5 separate regions of the Mus musculus genome follow, and all the other regions are linked to region 2. The links are chromatin contacts, called in public HiChIP or PLAC-seq and promoter capture Hi-C maps. All regions are on one chromosome and are shown on one strand. The core of a region is the stretch at or near the end of the contact, and the rest is flanking DNA. Distances in the headings are between cores, read along the strand shown. Region 1 holds the start of Rarg (retinoic acid receptor, gamma). Region 2 holds the start of Csrnp2 (cysteine-serine-rich nuclear protein 2). Region 3 holds the start of Kmt2d (lysine (K)-specific methyltransferase 2D). Region 4 holds the start of Bcdin3d (BCDIN3 domain containing). Region 5 holds the start of 4930578M01Rik (RIKEN cDNA 4930578M01 gene).

Region 1 (3,801 bases), core at 257-2,756, 1.8 Mb after region 2:
AGGGCACGGGCAGGGTGGGGCCGAGGGGGGAACTGGAGGTGCCAGTTAGGTGGCTTTCTGAGCCAGAGGTGGGGGTGTGCCCCGGGGTTGGGGGGGCGTGTCCTATGCTGCCTACCAGTTCTAAGCCACTGTGTGTGTGTGTGTGTGTGTGTGTGTGTGTGTGTGTGTGTGTGTGTGTTGGGATAACCAAGCTCCGAGCACCCTGGACACACACTCCCCTTGACCCCCTCTAAGTATCCTTACTGACAATGGCTGTGGTCCTCAAACCCTAACTCAGTACCCGAAGAATAACCATAAGGGCAGAAGCCTCAAATTTGAGGAGTAGGATCCCAACTGCCCCGGGTTTAAGCCCTACAAGAGGGAATTATTTGAGCATTTTGTCCTTGAGTTCCCTCCCCGAGACAGACATCCCTGCTGCCCCATCCCCATGACCACCAACTAAGCATATTCTTACCCTCTGGCCTCTGCAGAGAGTCCCTCCTACATACTGGGCCAGGCTGAGGTGAGGGACCTGGTGGAAACTGCTGGAAAGGAAAGAGGCGCTGTCAGTGGCACTCCAGGACAGGGGCTCTCCTGAACCTGTCCGGGCGTTATAACTCTAGCTTTGTTCCACTGGGGCCTCCCCTTGAGAATATTCTAAAAGAGCTCCCCTTCATTGGCTCACTTGTGCAGTAAGGGATAGATCAGAGAGAATCCAGGTTCTGCAGTCCAAACTCCACAGACCACTTTACCCACCTAGACACTTGCTAGAGCTTTCCTAGTCCCCATACAGAGCCCTGCCAATCCACTGGAGAAAGGGTACTTGGACCATCAGATCCACCCTTCAGTATGCCCCCGCCCCACTCCGGTGGAAGAATGCCATCCTTTCCCAGAGGAGGAAAACCCGTCTTCTCTGACATTCCGAGTACAGGAACATTGGTTCGCTTGCCCAAGACTTTCCTAAATGCTCTCCTTCAATACTCACCAAAATCAAGGGCAGACAACCCGGCCCATCCTCAGTCTGTCTAAAAAAAAATCTCCCCTTTCTCTTCCCGGGTCACGACTGACCCCAACTTGGGGCAGGAAGCCTCCGCATAAGCTCGGCTAACAGCTTGGCCACCCCCGGAGGGAAAGGACCCCAAGGCTCCCGACGCCCCCGCCCCTGGCTCATTTCAGCAGAGGAGCCCCGGCGTCCGCGGCCGGAGGGCGGCCAGGCGGGCGAGCCGGCTTCCCCGCCTGACTCACCTGGAGGGGAGGGCGGGGGAAGGAAGGCCGCAGAGCCCCGAGGTCCCGGCGTCGGGCGGTCTCGGGGATGGAGCACCGCGGTGTTAGTGACTCGCGGTAATGGGGGGCTTCAGGGGGGCACGGCTCTAGGCTGGGACAATCCCGGGGCCTCTCGGAGCCCGCCCGCCCACGTGACCGCCCCAAAATATCCGACACATTTTCTCCCAAACCGCACACTGACTCCGCAGGCGGGGACACGGAAAATATTTTCTTTCTTTTTCTCCCTCCCTACCCCCCCCACCTCCCTCCCTGCCTGGCTCCCTCCTCCTCCTCCCGCCCTCGCTCCTCCCTCCCCTGCCGCCTGCCCCTGCCCGGCTCCCTCCTCGGTGCCCTGGGGCTGGGGGGGGTGGTGGCTGGGGGGGGGGAGGACTGGGCGGGGCGGCCCAGGACGCCTGGGTCTCTGCCCCTCCCATTTGCTAGGCTTCCGTGGCTCCATCCCCGGGAGGCCGGGCAGAGCTGGCAGAGGTCAGTGTCCTGGGCTCCATGATGCCAACCCTTTCTCTCTGGCGCTATCCCCCTTCCAGCCATTTGGGGAGACTGAGTTGTCTTTAGCCACGCTGTATTCTGCCAGGCCGGTCTCTGGTACCTCCCAGGGTAGGCAGTGAGAGACTTGGACACTGCCAAGACGTGGAGTGATGGGGCAGGAGTATACCAGAGGAGAAGGCACTGTCCCCTTTTCTTAGTTAACCTCCACCTGCAGGTCAAAGCAGTATCCCTTCCTCTGGCCTTCTCTGTCCTATGGCCTAGGAGCAAACTGGTTTAACTAGTGGGGGTTACGATGAAGGTGCTACGAATTGGGTTCACAGGCTTCCTCCCTCTCATTCTGCCTGAAGTTGACTCCAGGAGTTAAAGCGCGTGGGTCTCTCGCTGCCAATATCGTCCCCACCTTTAGACTTGGATTTAGAGGGGGAGAGGCTGGCTGGGAGGAGGGCTGAAAGAACTTTAGGGAGGAGGGGGGATGGGAGGAGCCTTGCGCTGGGTGTGAGGGAGAAAGCCCAGGCGAGGGTGTGTGTCTGGCTCAGCCAGCGAGGCCTGCCTGGCTGCCTGGTAGATGCGCCACGAATGTTGTTGACGCTGGGTCTCTAGAAGCCCAAAGTCTGTGTCTAATAGGGATATTCTCTGTCTCCAAACAAACCGAGGCTGAAAGGCTCTCGAACCTAGAGAGGGAAGCCAATAGTTTGACTTTATACCACAGAGCACAGAGCCAGAGAAAAGTGAAGTCCTATGCACTCTCACAGGGATGGTCACGACTCCAGAAGAGGAGAAAGCTCATTGGACGGGCTGGGCCAGGCACTAGCCCAAAGGACCATCCTCAGCAACGCTCCCAGAGTGGCCAGCACCTGGGGAATGGGCCCCTGAATCACATCACATTTTCCACTTTGGAATTACTCAGCTCTGGTCTTGCTGTCACCCTAGGGGCCAGGCATCCCCCTCCTGGGAAAGGCTTTTCTGGGTAGCCATTATCAGCTAAAGGAGAAGGGGAAAGAGAGGCTTGCTGTGGCAATCCCAAGAGACCAGAGACGTTGTGGGGGAGGAAGGGGGGGAGCACAGACGAAACTCTGCCTTTCGCTCCAGGGCTGGGAATAGGTACTCCAGGGTCCCGTCCCCAGGTGGCCTGACTGCTGTTGACTTTGCCGGTTACCCTGGGAGCAGCTCTTAGCAGTGTGGGAGGGGTGTGTGTCCGGGAGTTGGACCCTGGCATTCAGGCTGGGGTGGGATAGTGAGCTGCCTGTGTGGCAGGGATCCTGCCAGGAGGCTGCAAAATTAACCCCTCCTGCCCTGCCCTGGTGGTGGCTGGCGGAAGGAGGGGCGGGCCCAGCTGCGGTTTGGGAATGTGGCCCTAATCCCCCTCCCCACCCCACCCCGGCACATCTGTAGTTGGTTTACAGTGAATGAGTCTCCTGTCCTCATGAACCAGGCTTGGGCACCATTCCCTTCCTGCCCAGGCACTGGGACACAGACCCAGGCACCACCCTGCTCAGCTCTCTGCACTGGTTCTTCCCTTCAGGGACTTGACCCAGAGACCAAGCATCGGAACCCTGAGACTGCAGCTTGGGGTAGCAGATAGGGATGGAACAGTTAGTGGGATGAGAGGGGGGACAAATATGGGAGAGCATCCAAGAGGACAATAAGTTTAAAATCCCATTGTTTTCCTGTTCCCTTTGTCTTGATCTGTCCATATGTCTCTGTCTCTGTGGTGGGTGGGTTTGTTCATTTATTATCCATCCTGGTTACTATAACTACTTCCTCGAAACTTCCTCGTTCCTATGACTGGAGGGGGAAGTGTTGGGGGGGGAGAGGTGATGCTGTCCAAGAATACTTGCCAACCCCTCTCATCCAGTAATTGTCTCTGCCCCCTCACCAAACCCAGTCACTGGAGTTGTACACAGAATCAATTAGCCACAACAGACAGGGCCTGGTGGCAGGGGCCTTAATCCCAGCTACTCAGCAGGCTGTAGCATGAGGGCCCTCATGAAAGCAGAGAGCTTCTATACAGCAAAGGAGACTGGTAATCAACCAAGTGGGGAGACAGCCACA
Region 2 (3,466 bases), core at 438-2,937:
GAGTCAGGTGAATCTCTGTGAGTTCCAGGCCAGCCAGGGCTACACAGTGGATTCCAAGACAGACAGTGCTATGCAGAGGAGCACTGACCCCAAAATCATCAACAACAAACACAGTTCAGGGGAAACTCTGGACACAGAGAATTCTTGTAAAGCTTGGGTAATGTGAATCTTTTTCCTAAATGACTCCAAAACCCTAACACAGGGGACAATCTTTCCACCCAACTCAAACCCAATATTCTGCCAAAGGTCAAGGAACCTCTTATAGGACTGTGAAGACTACCAGACACTCTGGGGCAGCGAGGCTCCTGTTATACCGCAACACTGTAACACTTGAGTACGATGCCCTACCTTGTTCCCCCTTTCTAAGATACTGTGGGTGATTCGCAAATACTATCTTATGGCTCTACGTGTCCTTGCGATCCCCAAGATCGTGGAAGTGGGAAGACACTCGGTGTAAACCTCCTCCTTAAGCTAGGTATTTAAAGAAGGCCCCTTCCCTCCTCTACTCCCCAGGTTGTCCCCGTTTAGGTTAGAATTCGGCTTCCTACATTAAAGCCACATCCTAGAAGACACAGAGCTTTGTGAGAGACCTGGAACATGATGCCGCATTAACTCTCCTCGGAAGGATATCGCCATTTATAACTCTCCCACACACCAACACCCTGGTTTTGGATATCTGTAAAATTTAAAGCCACCAAAGAAAAGGAGAATGTGAATCGGCTGGGGTTCTAACCACGAAAACTGGAGGACACGGGGAACAGTGTCATCTCTTGGGGATAACTTCTAACCTTTCATACTGAAGAATGGTTTCTGTGTCACACTGTCACTCTCAACCCTTCTAAAAGGGTGAATCAAGACCATAGCACTCAAAGGATGGATGGCAGGCGGCTGCGTGTTTAGGCCTGCGAAAAGGATCAAGCTAGCACCCGGGACAAGTGATGCTCTCATTTTTGCACACAACGCCAGAAAAAATGGGAGACATCGGGAATCAGAGCAGAAGGGACATGCCAAGTCACCAGTTCCCCTCAGCACCGCTGAAGAACCCTTCCGCTCTCAACCCATGGATTCCCGCTAACCTTCCCGCTCATTTCCATCTTCTGCAGTCCCCACAGCCTTCCACATCCTCCTGCCTGCTACTCACAAATTCCCAACCACTCCTCCCACATTTTCCTCCAGGCCCCCTCCCCTTCCTTCACTTCCCTCCATCCTACATCACTGCCCACTCCATTCCGAACTCAGCCGTCAGCCGCAATCCAGCCGGCTTCCAAGCCGCCCATCCATCCCTCGAGCTAGCCTGCAGCCCGACCCGCGTCCCCGGCGCCCCTAGCTCTCACGCCTCTTCCCAGAGGCGCCTCGGCTCCCCGCCCCCCGCCTCCTTAGTCCGCACAGCTCGGCGCCGGAGCGCTGCTCCACGGCTGCCCGAGAACTGCTGCCAGGCAAGGACGAGGCGGACCCCTCCTCCCCGCACCCCAGGCCCATTACCGGCCCCGCCGCAGCCGCTTCTCCCGTCACGGTCTCCGCCGCCCCCGCTGCCTACTCAGCCCGTGTGCAAGGAGGGGAGACCGAGGCGTGCCGGCTCCCAGGCCCGTCGCGTGGCTCTCGGGGCTGCAGGGTGTGTGGGCCGGCCGGCAGGCGGCGGGGGTCGGGCGGCTCTGCACTCTGGCTCCCCGGGCAGCGAAGACCAGAACCGTCCCGGCTCCGGCTAACAATAGGCTCCGGCTGCAGCGCTCTGCCTCTTATAGGCGCCGGCGCGTCGCGGCCGAGGCCCGGGGCAGCCTGGGAAATGGAGTCTACACTTGGCCCACACCCAAGGCATGCCGGGAGTTGGAGGCGGCCAGTGCCCAAAAGCCCTCGCCCACCCTGGAACATTCGCGGCGGACCCCGGAGAGCGCCTGTAGGGCAGTTGCCCGCCTTGAAGCGGGAGGCTGCGGATCCTCGGCTACACTTCCTCGCACCAGAACCTCACCCCATGCCTGGGGAACGTGATTCTCACGGGGTTGTCCCATATGACTTGCTGCAGCTGGCCTAATTTATAAGAGAAATTATGAGCAATGACCTATCTATTTATATGATGGATCGATTTCAACATTTTTCCCACCCCAAACGGGGTCTCTCTACATGGCTCTGGCTGCCCTGGAACTCACACTATTCCAGGCTGGCCTCGAACTGAAGAGATCCACCTGCCTCTGCGTCCTGAATGCTGGATAACGGCGTGCGCCACTATACGGGCTGATTTCTTCACATTCTTAAATTTTTCTTTTCTTTTCTTTTTTTAATTATTGTCTCTGATAATCACAGTTTTGCAGTTCATCTTTAAAGTGGGCAAAATATGGACCAAAAAGTTATAGCTCTGGCTGTCCTGGAACTCACTTTGTAGACAAGGCTGGCCTCAAACTCAGAAATCTGCCTGCCTCTGCCTCCCAAGTGCTGGGATTAAAGGCGTGTGCCACCACGCCCGGCTTACCTTTACAATCTTATGCCAACCAGCCATACGTTGGTTCAGTTAGTAACTATTCAGGTCTTCATATTAGAGAGGTAATACATTACACACACACACACATACACACACACACACACACACACACACACACACACCGTTTGGTTTTGAACAGGGTCTTTTTAGCTCAAGATGGTTTTGAATTTGTTTATTTGAGACAGGGTTTCTCTGTGGCGTTGGCTGTCCTGGAACTCCCTCTGTAGACCAGGCTGGCCTTGAACCCCAAGATCTGCCTGCCTCCCATTTTAAAAGCCTGCTTTAGCTTCTTAAGTACTGGAATGAGAGCCATGATTTGAAATAACTGCTTCTTTTGGTCTCTTTATTTCCTTGGCATCACTACCACTTGTATTTGTTGTTTTTTAGTCTTCTGTCTTGACTGGATTCCATGGAACTTGAATTGAAGAGTTGTTTATTTATTGTATTCTCAATACCAGGTTTTTAAAATCTGGTTATTTGACATTTAGGAGCACAGTGAGTATTTATTGGCTAGGTGGATGCACGACAGGATTAAACTTTATGTAGGGTGTGTGTGTGTGTGTGTGTGTGTGTGTGTGTGCTATTCAAATCTTTTCATGAAAAAAGCGCCATAAGTTCTAAATCCCAGTACATTTTTGCATATGACCAGGAAAATATAAAGCCAGCGCGACTGGCTACAATGTTCTCTCACCTTTGGAGCTGAGACACTGAGCGGCTTTGAAAAAGTGCTATGAATTCCAGTTTTCTTCATTATGTGACAACAGAGACAACACCACAAAGGGAGAAACAGCAGACCATGAAAAAGTGTCTTTAGGATTTCGTGCACCGATCATCTATCTGCTGAAGCTCAGAGGAGACGCGACGAAACCCGGGGGTCCTTAGGCTGCACTGCCTGAAGGTCACCCCGCTTTGCACCCATGTATGCTTGACTCTAAAGAAGCCTGTCTTCCTGAGCACCCACATGGTGGCTTACAGTCATCTGTGACTCCACTT
Region 3 (3,429 bases), core at 835-3,334, 1.6 Mb before region 2:
TGAAACCTCAGCCCCTAACTCCTCAAGCTTTCAGCCCAGCATCTATACCAAAATACCAAGTGCCATAGCAATCAAGTCCCTGGAGCCTTTTGAGCAAATAAAACCAAGGGCTCCCCCATCCCATCATTCACAGCCAGTAAACAGACACACACATATATCCCAAGGGGGTTTTCCCTGGATCGAAACTAGGCTAATACCTGCGCCAGGCTTGCTCTGAGCTAGGGAGCTGACACCCGGAGTCTTACATCTAAAAACACCCAAAACAGCCCAGAGAGGTGGCAGAGATTTACCCCACCACTCTCCTTCCTGTGTTCACCCTAGACCAACAGGCTTCACTCCATTTTCTCTGCAAGGGAGGAAATGGAGGCTTGGAGGGGTGAAAGGCTGGAGCCCTTGAGTGAACAGCTCTTCAGTGGGACTCAGGACTTCCTGGTTCCCAGCTAGAGAATCAAACCACACCTCTCTCCTCCCCCATTTTCAGTCAGCCCTCTAGGAAGGATCCAAATGGTAACACATTGTCCCTGGGTAGCCTAGGGGATCAGCCAGAGCTAACAAGGTACAGTCTCACCTAAGGATGCTATCTAAGAGCAGACAAGAGAGGCAGAGACCATAGATGACAGCTCACTTTACCCCGCACCCCTATGCCAACTCTCAGAAAGCTTTCAAGGGCAAACCCCCTGCTTTCCCCTTTCTGAGACAATACTCAAGGAGACCTAGCAAATGTATTTTGGAGGGGGTGGAATGAGGGCGCAAAATGCACTAGCCAAATCCCTGCTGGGCAACATGACAGGTGTGAGAGAGGCTGTCCCCAGCCCGGGGCCCAGAGGCTGAGGCGGGAGGCTCATGCTGCACCCTTCCTGCTGTAGATACACACCCCTTCTCCCCAGCACCTCCTACCAGGGCTGGAAACACTGGCTTCCAGCAGAAAAGAGCACAAATAAAGTCATTTCTCCATCAAAGAGGCACAAGCTAGCCTACTCTGCAGAGCCGGGGCAGCACCTGAGAACTATTTACCATTCCGTAGCCAGAAAAGCATTGTAGAGATCTGGCGGGGGCTTTCAGGATTGGCCAGGGACTCATGGGCAGCTAACTCTACACTAGGCCCAGAGAAAGCAAGAGACAAAAGCCATTTTTTTGCAGCCCACATTCGTAGAGAACAGATCTCAACGGCCTCCTCTATAATCCCCCGGAGATTATGTCCATCCCAAGAGGAGGGGAAACGAAGCAGGCTAAGACACCACTAGGCCTTGCTGGGGTCACTTTGCCAGGCAGAGTAGTTAAGTTGAACAGCAGGGGCAGAGCTGCCCCAGCCCCACCTCCTTCATGCCCCAGCTCCCCTCTTCATCGCACCAGTTTCCACCCACCCTCCCCCCCCCCCCCCACCTCCCGGGTGAAGGACTCAGGGCTCCTTGAGTTTCCCACGGATTGTTTTGGGTGCCCAGGTAGGTAGGAACAACATTAAAGTCCAATCTGGCAGTATGTGGGACCTGGCAGTGGCATCCCCCCACCAAGTTGCTCTGTCCCAAGGAACCCTGGGGGTGGGGGTGGGGGACAACAGCCTGGGATTGGTGTTGGCATCAGGGCCTGGGTCCTAGTTTGGTCGAACTCCCTCAACACAAAAATAAACAGGCAGAGAGGCTATCTGGACATGTTCCCAAACTCCTGTAGTTCCCTGAACCCCCAATCTTTAAAGAGGCACACCCCAAGAAACCAGGCCTCGGTTCTGCCGTGGCAACTGGCTCAGATTCCCTTGACAGACCCTGCCAAAGGAACCCTCCCCAGCTCTGGCACCCCTTTCTCCAACCTAAAGGCCAGCCACCGGCCAAGATAGTCCATCTGGCTGTGCCCCTAGTCCAACCCTTTCTGGGCCCAGGCCGGGCGGACTTCACTCACCTCTTCACAGGGCGATCCAGAAATCCTCATCCGAGAACATGGCCAGAGCCCGGGCCGCTCCCCGACCTCCAACCGCCAGAGCGAGCACAGCCGCCCCCCACTCGGGGGGGCTTAGGGAGACCAAGAACGGTAAATCCAGGTCGGAGTGGTCACCCTTCCCCCGGGGGTTTAAAAAAAAAAAAAAAAAAAAAAGCAAAAATCCAACAGGGGTTCTCTGCCTCAGGTTCCAGCAGTTTAGGTTTCCATGAACAGCCCCAGGGCGGCGAATCCCGAGCGGACACAAAGAGAGCACCGGTGGCTTTGATCTTGGGCGAGCAGGCTCCGCATCCGCGTCGCGGGGCGGCCTCTCAGTCCTAGGGCCCGGCCAGCGCCCCGGCCGCCCGCGCCGGGCTCGGGCGGAACGTCGAGGCTCTCCAGATGGAACGTCGAGGCGCCTCCCCAGCAGCCCGGAAGGAATGCCGCGCCGCGCCGCGCCGCGCGCCGGGCCCGGATGGAACGTGAGCCCCTCGCAGCCGCGCCGAGCCCCTCTCCCCGCCGGGCCGGCGCCCCGGGGCCGCGCGAGCTACGGCGACGCGGAGCCGGCGGGGCCGAACCTGACACACACCCAGCGCCGGGCTCCGCGACCCCGAGCGTCCCCCCTCGGCGGCTTCGAGCCCCCCACCTTCTGCTCCCCCCGGGGAAGGGAGGAGGGTTGGTGGGCGAGGAAGAGGAAGGGGCGGGCGGTGCGAGCCCTCTGCCCGCTCCCCTCCGGCCGCTCCAGGCCCAGCGCTCGCCTCCCTTCCCCTCTGGCCTCGGGAGCTGCCCCGCCCCCGGCCTGGCCGCCTGTGGTCAGCGGCACCCCCTAGACCCCCGGCAGGCACTGATCGCGGGGGGTCTAGAGGTGCATGGTCCAACCCCGGCTCCCGGCGCCGGGGGGTCAGGAAACTGAGCGGAAAGTGGGGAACGAGGCAGCCATTTGCAACCGGAGAGGAAAGTAGTGCAGCGCGGCGCCGCTCCGCCTCCCCCCTCCGCCTCCTGCTCGGCCGGTAGGGTGGTTCCTGCGAAGAGGCTCTTTCCTCGCCTTGGAGCTGGGCAGCGATCGTAGAGACTCGTGGAGCGTCCGGCGCGAGATCCAGGGGGCCCTTTTGCCTGGGGAACCCCACTCGAGAAGGGGAGAAAGGAGAAGAGGAGGCCCTATTTTGTGTTGGAGCGGGGCGGCGGAGGGGTACAGCCCTCTTGGAGGAAAGGCTGTGACTCTGCAGTTCTACGCACACGCTCCGGGATCCCTCCGCTGCAGATTAACCCCGACTGCGCCAGGCTGGCCGCCGGGCAGACACGTGGGAATAAAGCCCCCCTCTTCTTCGCCACGGCCCAGGAGCTGCCTCCTTTACCTTCTGGGTGGTAAAGCTAGGATTCTGGCCACTTTTTAATTCTGTTCCCTAAAGTCACTGACCCTTGGAACTCCTTTCTTTGGCTGGGGGACAATCTTTGCCAAGGGGGGGTGGGGGGTGAAAAGAGAGCCTGGAGATTGGCCGCAGCTCTGCATCCTGGGAACTG
Region 4 (3,755 bases), core at 742-3,241, 1.0 Mb before region 2:
GGATCAAGGTTATTTACTTAGTTAGCTAAAGTCACATGGACACTAATAATAAGACTTCGGCTACATAAAGTTCCTTTTATTCAAACCAGGCTTTTCTAACTATTTTTAAAAATTATCTTTTGTATGTGTATGCATGAGTCTTAGTGCTTACACATGCTAATATGTGTACGGATGCCCAGAGGGGCCAGAAGAGGACTTCTGCTCTGCTGAAATTAGAGTTCCAGGTGGTTGTGAGCTGCCCTCAAGGATGCTGGGAATGGAACTTAGGTCCTCTGAAAGAACAGCGCTCTGAAGAATGGAGCTGAGTTCCTAGAACCCCTTCTAACTTAACAATACACAAGTTACCTCCGGGGTCATCTTAAAATACAGATGCTGGCTAAGTAGACGGGGGTGGGGGTGGGGTAGGCTGAGATTCTGTGTGTCTAACAAACTGCACAGTCACACTAACTTTGTTCAAAGTCACAGTTGAAGGCACAAGGACCCACACCACGCCACTAAATTTCCTCCTACCCTGATTTGCTTCCCTCCTATCGGACTCTGTTTTTGAGGCCGGCATGGTCTCCATATTGAGGGCAGAGAGAACTTGTGTAAAACAAAAATGAGTGGATAAATGCGTAAATAAATAAATGTTCAAAAGTAAACTTGAGAACAACTGCCTTAGTCAATTGCAACCGTGTCCTTTCTACTGTGGCTCTGTATATACTGTTTACAATTTTAAAATCTTTTTTTTAAAAATGTTTTTCTTTTCTGTTTTTCTGCTGGTTTCCTATACCACGGTGACACGTTTACAGGGACACACACCCAGCTGGTTACTGTAGTCTATAACCAAAAGCTCTCCTCAACTGAGACCCTCAAAGGTCTTCACCACCCACCAATGTCTCTTTTTTGTCGTTTTTGGAAACATGGTCTTAGTAGCCTAGGCTAGCTTCAGACTTGTGGGAATGCTTGTCTTCTGAGAGCTAGAATTACACGTGGGCAAAAGGTCTATCCCTGGACTCTGGTGATGGAATGTGGAGCGAATGGCGGAGGGTCCTAACCATTTGTAATGTTGGATAAAACTGCCCGCTTCACTGGGACATCCACTAACTAGCTACAAATAGGCGAGACTGTTATTTCCTTATTTTTGCTGCGGTTTGACTCTAATCATTACATGTCTGAAAACACTCTGCGGTGGGAAAGGTGGTTAAGGCTTCCTCCTCTGGCCGGATGATCTATTTTCTTTCTTGATCCCTCTCTACTGTTCACCGTTGTACTCTGTTAGCACAAGTAAATAAGGATCTGGCTCCAGGTCTGTCTTGCACTGTATATCTACAGCCTTAAGTTTCAGCCGTGATTACGTCACCCTGGCTCTTATCTTTTAGGAATCAGGATTCCCAGATTTTTTGGGGGGGGGAAGGGAAGGGGATCCCCGTTCCCCAGCCAAGAAGACCAGCAAAGCAAGAGAGGAGGCAAACGCCGGAAGTCCAGATCAGACGGTCCTCCTCCCCAGCGGTCTGGCGGGAATTTTTGGAATGAGTTGTGGATTGCTCAAAATTCCTCACTCGGCCGTGGGGCCCCAAAGGGAGGGCTGGGACGTGCACGTGTCTGTCAAGGCTATACTTTAAAAGCCCACTCTGGGCTTTGAGTTTTGATGCCACGCCCAGGCCAGCACCACGGAGGACGCGGAGGCTGACCATCGCTGGGCTCCCGGCGCTCCGATCCCTGCCGCGTCACTCACCCCGGAGTTACACCCCACGTCGAGCCCTAGGATCGGCCTCTTCTCGGGACCCTCGGGAGGGAAGAGCTGCCGAAGAAGCTCCGGGGGCAGAAGGCGGAGCCTTTGCTCGGGAGGGTGGAAGCGGGAATAATGAGGGAAATTTCCGAACGGGGCGGCCCCGGGTTCCAGAGCCCCCGGATGCTCTTCCTCCACAGCCTCTCCAACGCCCCCTCTTGACAATGTCCCGTCTGCGGCCATCACGCTCTGTCCCTCGGTTGGGGCGGAACCGGAAGTCTGGAGCCCGCGGAGGGAGGGGGCGAGCGCAGCGCCAGCGCGCATGCGCCTAGGGTAGAGGTCTGAAAGAAGGTGAGTTTAGGTAGGTGAGAAGACCCCAGTGCCTAGTCGGGGCTTTCGGTATCCTATTGGAGGCCGTGATCGTCCCCTCTTACTTAACGGACTTGCCCAACTTGAGTTGAACCTTGGGCCACTGACCAAAGCAAGGAGTTTGTGGGGGTCTTGAAAGTGAAGTTGGTCCAAGTTTCTTTCTTTTCAGATACACAAAGTGAGCTGTAAGGAAGGGGGATTCCTTGTCTGGGGAGTATGTGTGTGTGTGGGGCCTGTGACGGGGTCACACAACAATGCACTGACACAGGAACTTGAGCCTGGTTTAGAAAACGTAGCTGGAAGCTCTAGAACACTTAAGGTGCCACAAGGGGACCGACAGACATAGTAACTATAGACTTCATTCCAGAGGATGGAGTTGCTACATTGATACTTTTCAGCTGTGAACCTCCTATATTTATCATAAATCCTGGCGCACGGTTGTTCAGTAAATACTTGTTGAATGAAAACTGTACAAGATGCAAGTGACTAAGCCGTATCTGTTTGGGGGAAGAAAGAAAATGGGAGAACAGAGTTAAATTGAAAGAGATGTGTTGAGATAAACTTAAGACCAAAAGTGGGCCGAACTCTGTAAAAATGGTTCAATCAGGAAATGCTTGCTGGGTAAGCTCGTGGACCTGAGTTCGGATCCCAAACACCCACATAAAAAGCAGGGTGTAATGGTGTATGCCTGTAATCCCAGACTAGCAGATCTCTGAAGTTTGCCGGCTAGCCAGCCTAGCTGCGTTGGTGTGTGCTCCAGGCCCACTGAGAGATTCTGTCTCAAAAGATAAGGTGGGAAATGATCGAAGAAGATGCCTGCCATCCGCCTCTGGACTCTACACACGTGTACACACGCTAGGAAATAGTAATACTTTAAAAGCTTTTTAAATGTGGTCTGGGGTGGGGAAAGCTGGTGAGGAGAGAGACTGAGGAGTCAGCCTCCCTTAGTCTCTGTTCTATTGCTGTGGAGAGACAGGTAACCATGGCAACTCATTAAAAAAATAATTGGAGGCTTGCTACAGTTTCAGAGGTTTAGTCCATTATCATCATGGTGGGAAGCAGTAGCTGAGAGCTAGACCCTGATCCATAGGCAAAAAGAGAGTCCAGGCTTAGCCTGGGCTTCTGAAACCTCAAAACCCACCTCAGGTGACAAACTTCCTCCTACAAGGCCACACCTCCTAATCCTTTCAAAGAGTCCCACCCTCTGGTGACTATTCAGACATATGAGCCTATGGGGGCCATTTTTATTCAAACCACCACATGGCCTAAGCAGTAAGTTCGGTTTAGAGGTAAGGAGAGCCCAGCCTGTTAGAATCAACCCATGGCACTGTGTTCTGACCAGCCCATTTTATGGAGACCTCCCAGCTTACTAAGCCAAAAATTTGCTAAACTTTATAAGAGACTGAAGCATCTATACAAGGACCGACAGGGTTCCAACAGGTCTCTAGGGACACCACCCCCCCCCCCCACCTCCACAAATGTGTTTTGGCTTAACTTTTTGACAAGATCGTGCAGTAGTCCTGGTTGTTCTTGGACTTCCTATGTAGCAGAGAATGGCTTTGAACTCTTGATCTTCCTGCCTCCACCTCCCACATGATAGGATTATAATAGGTAATATAGGTCATGTCCAACTGAAAAGAAAGGTCCTATTTTTTTCTTCCCAAGTTTTACTTTT
Region 5 (3,382 bases), core at 329-2,828, 1.5 Mb before region 2:
TCACATCAAAAATTTGACTTCTCAAAAAAAAAAAAAAAATTGAATGTCTCAGGGAAGAGAGATGTATTATTTTTTAAATCCGGTAAAATATATTTCTTAAAATTAATAGATGAACCATACTATTAATGCTTAGAAAGATACATTTGCACAATGTAAAGCTTCAAATCCATGAAGCCTGTCTGTCAAGCTATTATACCAAATTTCCAAGGCTTTATTCGTTTAATTTGGCGTTGATGTAGGCCATTAGTAATGAACAACAAAAGTTCTCAGAGAGGGACATTTAATTATCTTAAAGATAAAGTTAGAGATCAGGTGAAGTGGGAGGGCTGGGGCCCACATGTCCCTGTGGCCTGAGTTATTGTCCATTTATTCTCTCATTTAATCCTCACACCACTCTCTGGAGCCTGTCTCTTTCTAGCCTCTCCTCTTGGTAGATAAGGAAATTAGTCCAACAACACAAAGAAACACAGCCGATACCTCCCCTCCCCCGCCCAGGCTGGTCCAGTTCCGAGAGCCACAATGTGAGAACCTTTTTGGTAGAAGTAAGAAATATTAAATATTGAAAACCATCGAATTCACGATGAGAGGTTAAGCCGACATCTGTCTGTCTCTATGGACACAGACCAGTGGCTTTAGCCTAGTGTGTTCCTGCCACAACCTTTACAGCAAGGGGGTAATCTTTTATTTTCTTTTTCTTTTTTTTAAATGTTTATTAGATTTATTTATTCTGATCTTTTATTTTCTGACAACGTCTCTGCCCCCGCCCAGTTCTTCTTTCTCTTACATACCCATTATGTTAATAAACTATCTTATAAAATGTCACTACTCTGTCACTTTAAGCCAGGCCCCGGTCCAGAGAGCCAATGTTACCAACATTTCTCCTTCGGTCTTCACGGATGTATGTGTATAAGTGTGTCATTTGTTTTGTGTGACTTTTAGAAACAGGAACCGCGCCATGCTGTATTTTCTGTTTGACTTGTCTGTCCTTTTCCTCTCTGTGCCCTGTGGAGCTCCTTTTAAACGTTTCTGCCTCTTCCTCCCAGCTGATGCGGCTAGCATCAGAACCTTTCCCTTGTTTTCACTCAGCTCTTGAAATGACTTCATGGCACAAGCCAACATCTAACTGGGTTTGTATTCACGGGGCGGGTTGAAACAGGCACACGCGTTATGGCTGACTGGAGTGTTACTAACAACACAGAGGAACTAGAGAAGCAGGCGGCCCATAGCAGCACGGTAAGCGCAGAGACCCAGCGCAGGCGCGCTGTGTTCTCACCGTTTATCGTTAGCCCCCTGCCTCCGGGTGGTTAACCCCCACTCTCCAGTCCTTTATTCCTTACACCTGAGGTATTAGTGGCCGACTCACAAAGGCGATGTTGTAAACACGAAGTGAGGTAGCCCAGGGAACGAATCGCAAACCTGGTGTACTGAGCGCTTTCACTTCTGGGATGGTCTTTCAGAGGAAGCACGTCACTGTGGCTCGAGGGAGGGTGGTTAAGGAATGGAGCTATGGGTGTGGTTGGTAGCCTGGAAAGTCCCGGAGGATGGACACGGGGATGCACAGCTGTGACCCAAACCCTTGGGAGACTGAAGAAGCCAGTCTGTCCCACACCGGGAGACTCTGTCCAAAACAAAACAGAAACAACAGTAACAAAACTGGAGAATGCCAGCCGGGAAGACTGTTGATTAGCGGTGTTTCTTGTGTGAGTGAGCTTTGTCACATATAAAATAGGGTGATAGCCAGGGCTATACAGAAAAACCAAAAAAAAAAAAAAAAAGGGTGATAGTGACATCTGGTCTTTTCCAAGTGCAGCCCCCTTTAACCCTCACAGCCGCACCTGTGACGCGGCCTGAGTTTCTTTCTTTCTTTTTTTAATTTATATATTTTATTTATATGAGTACACTGTAGCTGTCTTCAGAAACACCAGGTCCCTTTACAGATGGTTGTGAGCCACCATGTGGTTGCTGGGATTTGAAATCAGGTCCTCTGGAAGAGCAGTCAGTGCTCTCAACCGCTGAGCCATCTCTCCAGCCCCGCAGCCTGAGTTTCTAAATGAGATAATCTATGACTGGAAAGCACTTAGGGTATTTTTGGAGTAAATGATGTTGCGTTATTGTACTGTGCCGATGGTGTGGCCTAAACTTGGCATGAGCTCACATTCGCTGTCTCTTTAATGCTTTTCTTAGTTGCTTTATTTCTTTTGAGACCTTCAAGGATGGGGGTGGGGGTGGGGGTGGGAGCTGTCTTTGAACTCCTGAACCTCCTGCTTCTGCCTCCTGAGTGCTGGGATTACCATCGTGTGCCAGAGCATCTAGCTAATACTCATGAACTCCATGGATATCTGCTGCATGTCTAAAGCCTCGACGTATGTGTGGAAAATATGAAGTGCAAAACAGATCTTGTCCCCAAAAGCGCTTATGATTTTTAAATCGAGGTTCTTTAAAATATGAGGTAACATATTTTGGGAACTTCGAACCCCGAGATTAAAAGCTTTGCTAATGCCCACTGTAGGGGTAGCTGCCATCAACCAACACAAGGCAGAATTATGAATATTCACAATTTGTGAATATTAATATTTTTTTCAAATATTATGAAAAATTTTATCAACTTTTTTTTTTAAACTTACAAACGTAAAGATAAGCCGGTGACATCTGCTTATTTGTTCTAGCTGAGCCTCGAATGTGAAAGGGAGCCTTTGAAGGGTCTCCAGGAGGGCTAACCAGGCTGGTCTCAGGGCTGTCTGAGGGCTGGGGCAGCTGCGGGCAGCCAGTCTCCTGCTGTGTAGCTCTCACAGAAGCACACAAATATTCCATTGTTCTAAACACAATACAAGCGGATACTTAGCGGGCAGATGAAATTTAGTAGGAACCAAAACACACACGAGCAATGAGCAGTACTAGACATGAAACAAGCCTGATTTGGGGGCAGTTTCCAACAAATAAGCCTGTGTTGTTTCTAAAATGTCCGCCTATCCCTCCTGGCTCAGAGAGCTTTCTCTAACCCACAGAACCTGATTTTAGGGTGTGTGTGTGTGAACTCATCCCAACCAGTCCCAAACTGAAATTCCAATTCCACAAGAAGACAACTTCAGCTGTCAAGAGCTGAAGCCACATGTGACTTCTGGTCTGAAAATCAGTCAGACAGCAGATGGGCCAAGTGTTTGTGGAATGTGACAAGGCTCGAGGCCTGAGCCAAGCCCCTTCGCCTTAATTCCAGGCTTAGCTCAGAGAAGAGCAGTTTGGAATGCTTTTCTTTTAAAGGGACAACGTTAAAATATCCTTTTGGTTTTGTGTGTTATTTATGGACTTGAGGCATTAGGGATTGAATTCGGGGAGGCACACACACATTTTTTTCTTCTTGTTTTGTTGACAGGGTTTTTACCTT

What was found. Promoter capture Hi-C pulls out the DNA fragments that hold promoters and counts their contacts. HiChIP or PLAC-seq counts read pairs in DNA pulled down with a chosen protein or histone mark.
Region 1: a promoter capture Hi-C map of hippocampal neurons shows a contact between it and region 2, with 7 times the contacts expected there. The contact joins the promoter of Rarg here to the promoter of Csrnp2 in region 2. A contact is called at or near these places in 3 of 39 promoter capture datasets (hippocampal neurons, liver and pre-B cells).
Region 3: a promoter capture Hi-C map of liver shows a contact between it and region 2, with 2.7 times the contacts expected there. The contact joins the promoter of Kmt2d here to the promoter of Csrnp2 in region 2. A contact is called at or near these places in 2 of 39 promoter capture datasets (liver and pre-B cells).
Region 4: a contact with region 2 is called in an H3K27ac HiChIP or PLAC-seq map of embryonic stem cells, with 7 times the contacts expected there. The contact joins the promoter of Bcdin3d here to the promoter of Csrnp2 in region 2. A contact is called at or near these places in 1 of 39 promoter capture datasets (pre-B cells) and 2 of 115 datasets of contacts at active chromatin or transcription factors (both in embryonic stem cells).
Region 5: a contact with region 2 is called in a promoter capture Hi-C map of liver, with 4 times the contacts expected there. The contact joins the promoter of 4930578M01Rik here to the promoter of Csrnp2 in region 2. A contact is called at or near these places in 3 of 39 promoter capture datasets (hippocampal neurons, liver and pre-B cells).

Annotation. Positions count from the first base shown.
Region 1 is chr15:102,256,016-102,259,816 of GRCm38.p6, forward strand. It overlaps Rarg (retinoic acid receptor, gamma), which reads right to left and starts at 1,507. Exons shown (of 10, transcript NM_011244.4): 1 at 1,225-1,507; 2 at 455-524.
Region 2 is chr15:100,493,552-100,497,017 of GRCm38.p6, forward strand. Csrnp2 (cysteine-serine-rich nuclear protein 2) reads right to left here and starts at 1,688. Exons shown (of 5, transcript NM_153407.2): 1 at 1,483-1,688.
Region 3 is chr15:98,869,121-98,872,549 of GRCm38.p6, forward strand. Kmt2d (lysine (K)-specific methyltransferase 2D) reads right to left here and starts at 2,085. Exons shown (of 55, transcript NM_001033276.3): 1 at 1,894-2,085.
Region 4 is chr15:99,472,739-99,476,493 of GRCm38.p6, forward strand. It overlaps Bcdin3d (BCDIN3 domain containing), which reads right to left and starts at 1,992. Exons shown (of 2, transcript NM_029236.2): 1 at 1,718-1,992. The coding sequence starts at 1,954.
Region 5 is chr15:98,984,387-98,987,768 of GRCm38.p6, forward strand. 4930578M01Rik (RIKEN cDNA 4930578M01 gene) reads left to right here and starts at 1,579. Exons shown (of 4, transcript NR_045991.1): 1 at 1,579-1,700; 2 at 3,371-3,382.